Regions from separate parts of the Mus musculus genome. Here region 2 is linked to region 1. A link is a contact called in public HiChIP or PLAC-seq data. All regions are on one chromosome and are shown on one strand. Each heading gives the region's core, a stretch centred on a gene start, on an enhancer-like site or on the middle of the called end of the contact. The rest is flanking DNA. Distances are from core to core; before and after follow the strand shown.

Region 1 (2,674 bases), core at 64-2,563:
CCCCCCAGAGCTCCCAGGGACTAAACCACCAACCAAAGAGTACATATGGATGGGCCCATGGCTTCAGCCACATATGTAGCAGAGGATAGCCTTGTCATGCATCAATGAGAGGAAAGGCTCAATGTCCCAGTGTAGGGGAATGCCAGGACAGGGAAGTGGTAGTGGGTAGGTGGGTGAGGGAACACCCTCGTAGAGGCAGGAGAGTAGGATGGGATAGGGAGTTTTGGGGTGGGGATCTGCAAAGAGGATAACATTTGAAATGTAAATAAATAAAATATCCAATAAAAAAGAATTTATTATCATAATTAGAAATCAAACATATCAGGGTTATGTAACAGTTTCTTTCCTCTGACTCTACTACTCTGAAAACTGACCATGGATAGGCCCTGTTCTGGAGCCTTCTGAGAATTTTTTCTTCCTTTCAGCCACCGTCATCTAATTAGTCAGACATGCACATTAAGTAGATGGAGGCTCAACCTTAGGAAAAGAATGTATGGCATATGACCTTGGGGAATATAAAACTCACATACAGAGTTAGTCTATGAAGAAAATACCTTTGAAGATATTTGTAGGTGTTCACTAATTAACTTCACAAAGATGAGGGACAGGGAGTGTGAGAGGACAAAGCCAACCAAGCAAATGAAACCAAATGAGATGAACCGAAGAGTCTCTGCTGCCCCAGATGATGACAGAATACTTTTCACAACACTTTTCTTCCAAACTGTAACAAGTTTACACATAAATTCTCCTCATAGAGTAGGTAATTTTAAAGAGAGGTTATTCCTTCTTCAATATGTGACTACCATGGCTGTAAACCTTAAATTACCCAAAATAACTATTGCTCAGTCATGCTAAAAGGATATATAACTGGTGAATAAAATTCTGTCCATCCTTCTATAACCAAGGAGAGAGAAAGAAGTCCTCTTGGGTAGCATGGCTAAGGTTTTACTTCTATGCAGATTATAATTTAAAATTGACTTCTGAATTTGTTAAGCCTTTTGACCCGTATTCAGAGTGTTGTGAGAGGACTCACGCCAACAAATAACAATACTGTATTTATCAGCAGCCACCTGCAAGGCTTTAGAATTCAGCTGCTGGTTTTTTTTTCCACAGGCCATAGACACTTTTTATCTACCATCGTTGCACACCCAACAGCATTGACTAAGAAAAGAAAGCCAAAGGGTAGATTTCCTGAAAACCACTATTTTTATCGGAACAAAGGAGCAAAGTTTTCTGAATCAGTCTTAAGAAGTACAGATATTGAACATGCTGACAATACTAGTGTTATTCTGAAAGCCACATTACACCCCACCTCACTGGGTCTATTGATTGGAAAGTCGTCCAGAATGAAAGGACATAAAAAAAGGCCAAACTGCTTCGTCTAACAAGGTGCCATCAATAATGCCCACATAGGAGACCATTCTCTGATTTAAGACCTTGTCTCTTCGTGCATCCACTTAAAGCTGTGAGGGGGGAGGAAAGCTCACACACCCAAAGAGAAAGTTAGGAGAAGGCTGTCCAGTTCCTCATACAGCCACTGTCTTCTGGCTTTCCTCCTTAGAGCATTCATTCTCATGGGCAGGGATGAACCAGCGCTCAGTGCCCTATGTATATGAGCACTCCTGTACTTAGATATGCACATGTATATTTATATAAAGAGGAAGCTTTGTTCTGATTTGTACATACATAGGAAAATTTGGGCTTTTTGAAGACATCTTCTTAGGAAGATCAATCAAGGTTGAACACAGCTGGCTTTTGAAAGCTGAGTTTCTAACTGAAAGTTTCCTGCTATTATCTTGACAATCTTATTATTATCAAAGCATTTTAATATTGGGTATGACAAGGAACACTCACTGCAGGGAAGAGTGGGTCAGGATCATTGATGGGAGGGGAACACTAACAATTGTGCCCCCTGTAGCCGCCATAATAATTTAATACTGTCATACTGGGAGGCTTCATTTTGCTTGGCCCACATTGAGCCTCCCAGTATATTGTTTCCTTTTGGCCAACTATCAGGGTCTCCCTTGAACAGCCTGAAAGACTTCAAATGAAGGATCCTGCTGATAATTGCCTAAGGGTAGGATTTTTGTTTTGCCTGAAAGTCGGTAATTTAAGCATTATTCTAAATCAGGCTTCTGGGTTTGGGACAGAATTTATTTCAAGGTTGTATTAAAGTTGTTAGTAGATCAATAATTTTTCTTCCCATTGACTACTTGTCTCCTCCCCACACATAGGGATGACATGTTCACTAAATGGTACAGACTAGCTATATTGGAGCTGCCACACGCCAGCATCCTTTCTGTTTGCTTTGTATTTTAAGGCTGATACTTCTTTTTTTTTTTTCCCTATTGGGCTTAACTCTTTCACCTACATTTCTGCTCAGTATCAGAAAACATTTAAAGCCTTTGTATCCAGGAAGAGGCCAGTTGTTCTTTGTTACAAGGGGAGGTTCTATTCATGGGAATTTTCCTGGTATCTATGCAGAAGATAACTAAGTTCACAGAAGTCTTAAACTCACGAACATTCTAGAAAGGAATTTAGGAGCCCAGTGAATCTTGGAGTAATACAGTATAGAATGTATTTTGAGCAGAATTTGTCTTAGTGTGTGGTGCTGAATGACCTGGAAGATTGTGTTTTTATAACATACACTCCTATGACTAAAAACATTTGTGAG
Region 2 (2,674 bases), core at 104-2,603, 970 kb after region 1:
ATAAGCTCTCAGAGTAAATCCCCTCGGAAACATTAATCACAGCGACCAGCAAGTGCAAACTGCGAGCCCGCCCGGTGTCTGCCCCTTAATCCCTCCCTCTGAAAAAGCAGAGGCGGACAGGGGCTCAGTTTATTCTTTACAGGAGCGGTCTCTTGACCGACTGGACGTGCTTTCCCGAGAATTCACGAAACCTTGACAAAAGTAAAGGGATGTGAGAGTGGAGAAAAGAAGTGAGGGGAGATAAGCGGGAAACTGGGGTGCAGGTTAATTACTGCGGAGTAACCCTAGCCAGGAGCCCAGAGATTGGACAGGAACGGCGGCACTGCGGTGGGGGTGGGGAGCAGTTGGAGGAACAGAACGCTGGGCTAGGTTGGGAGCTGGAGTTGGAACCCAGTTCTTTTCCTTCTGTGCTTCAACCCACGTGACCTCACGTAGGCGTTGTCCCCTTACAAGAATCAGGGTTTGCCCCTTTGGGGCTTGTTGCTCGCACTTGAGATTTCACTATCATGTCGTTCAATTAATCATATTCCAGTTCTCCTATTTTATTCAAAACCGTCTTCCAGTTCCCTCATAATCGTAATTTGCGCCATTGCCTTTTATCTTTGATTAATTAGGAAGCTGAAAATGATAATGGAGGGTTGGACCAATAAATTAGCTTTAAGAACAGACGGACCGACGTCCAGGGCTGCTGTGGGTGGGCACTGCAAAAGGGGGTGGAGGGAGAGTAGCGGCTTCCTGGGGCGAAATACACTAGCCGGCCTCAAACACGTGAGCTAGCACCACTCCCTGACTGAGTACTGAAAAGACCCCTTCCCTAGTTTGAGTCTGCACTTGGAGAGCGGCTAGTGAGGGCGGGCTTCACCATTCTTTGTGAATTTGAGGTTTAGAGACGCCCCTGTTGAAAATATTTCTTCAGCGAGGAGCTAGAAAGTTATCTTTGATTTTTGCCCTTTCCTTCTCTCTCCCCTTACTACTAATCGAGAGAGTGCGAAAATCTAAAATCAGCCCGTGGCTCCCAGGCCCAAGAGGCAAGCCCCCTTTCTCCTTCCACGAAATCGTTCACGCCTCCAGACGGGCTAAACGAGAGAGCACTTTGCGGCTCTTCACGGCTTCGCTCCAGCCTCTTTAGCTTTCAATTGAAAACCAATTAAAGGTTTCTATAAATCTGTTAGCTCCCCTTTTATCTGGGGACCCCTGATGCATGCGATATTGCCCTTTAGATGGCTCTTCCGTGTTTTGTTTTACAATTGTTGTATCAATATAATGCGGCCTTTCTTCTCCTGTCTCTATAGATACAGATACACAAGGAAAACCAGAGCTATTCAGGCTCATTTGTCCAGGAGCCTAGCAGCGGTGCCCTTTCTCTGCGGCTGCTTTCCCTGGTTCGGTAGCAGCAGTTATGGTAGAAGCAGATGGCTGCTGATTGGGGGAGCTTTGTGGCTCTAATGCTGAATACTTTATGGAAAAGGACTTTACCATGCTTGGTTGGGCAGAGGAACAAGAGGGTGAGATTTACGGCCAGGAAAAATAAATCTTTTTCCAAGTTGTGGCTCCCTTCTCACCAGTGTCTCCTCTGCCCCTGGGGTCAAACAGTAAGGAATTGGTCTGATTTGATTTGATTCGCCTTTCTGCTAACAGCATTTTTTAGTCAGGATCTGCGTGGAGCCTGCACCGAGAGCCAGAAGTTTATGAAAGACCCCAGGTTGCGGATGCTGCTTCAGCACGGGCTCACCCCGGGGTGACAAGCAGAAGGACGCGCTCTTAAAGGCTGTTGGAGGCCCTGTTTTCCTGTCTGTCTTGCTGAGCTGAGCGAGGCTTCCTTGCTGGTTATCCTATTATCGGTGAGGAACAAAAGGGGAAGCCAAAGCCAGAGGACAGACACTAATCTTGAAGGAGAGAGGAAAATGACAAATATGGAGAGCCAGGTGTGCTTATCACTTTGAAGGGGTTTGAGCTGGAAGGGAGTTTAAGGGATATCTGGGAATGCAACACTGTTTGGAAGGAGATTTAAATTCAGTTGTTGAGGGATACACACAGTGCAAGCCTCTGCTGGAGGACAAACTCACCTTAACACATACCCTTTACTGTTCATCTTCTCTTTATCTTTCCTGAGTTTTGCTTTTCTTAAGTCAGGTGTATTTTGCCTCTGCTGCTGAAGTGTGTACCCACCCCCACCCCTTGCCTGTAGATGCTGTTTTAAAGCACTGTCATACACACACACACACACACACACACACACACACACACACCGCATTAAGACAAGCTAACCAATCTCAATGCTGGCTCTCTTTCTACTTCAGGTATAGTCCTTGTTTTCCCGACCATGGAAATTCCATTTTTCCACTTTAAGAAACTTCCAGCCCTCCTTCTTGTTCCAAAGTCCCTTTATCCTGCATTCCATATTTTATCCTGACCCTAGAAACTTGTTGGAAGGCCGGGGCAGCTTCCAAAAAGGTCACAGTTTTCTACCAAAAACTTCCTCTACATCTCTGAAGCACACTGCTGCCCCACATTCCAGTAGGAACCTTTACATCTTGTTTCCTTCTAGAGAGGAGAAAACATTTAGTAGTTGAGGTAAGACTCAAAACTTATACTCACTGAGCATGTCAGACAGAAGCATTTAGATGCTTTGGACGGCTAACTTCTGGCCTTTTCCTAAGTCTAGGCCAAATGT

What was found. HiChIP or PLAC-seq counts read pairs in DNA pulled down with a chosen protein or histone mark.
Region 2: an H3K4me3 HiChIP or PLAC-seq map of neural tube shows a contact between it and region 1, with 6 times the contacts expected there. The contact joins two enhancer-like sites. A contact is called at or near these places in 1 of 484 Hi-C or Micro-C datasets (cerebellum) and 9 of 115 datasets of contacts at active chromatin or transcription factors (astrocytes, differentiating embryonic stem cells, embryonic basal ganglia and 6 more).

Annotation. Positions count from the first base shown.
Region 1 is chr5:97,199,503-97,202,176 of GRCm38.p6, forward strand. No RefSeq gene overlaps it. Among named protein-coding and RNA genes, the nearest start is that of Gm33609, 69 kb to the left of the region's middle. Within about 2 kb of position 1,314, at least 6 of the 459 cell types and tissues checked have an H3K27ac peak or open chromatin away from gene starts, as enhancers often do. A contact at or near this core is called in neural tube, where this site is marked.
Region 2 is chr5:98,168,723-98,171,396 of GRCm38.p6, forward strand. It overlaps a transcript of Prdm8 not described here. Among named protein-coding and RNA genes, the nearest start is that of Prdm8, 11 kb to the right of the region's middle. Within about 2 kb of position 1,354, at least 11 of the 459 cell types and tissues checked have an H3K27ac peak or open chromatin away from gene starts, as enhancers often do. A contact at or near this core is called in neural tube, where this site is marked.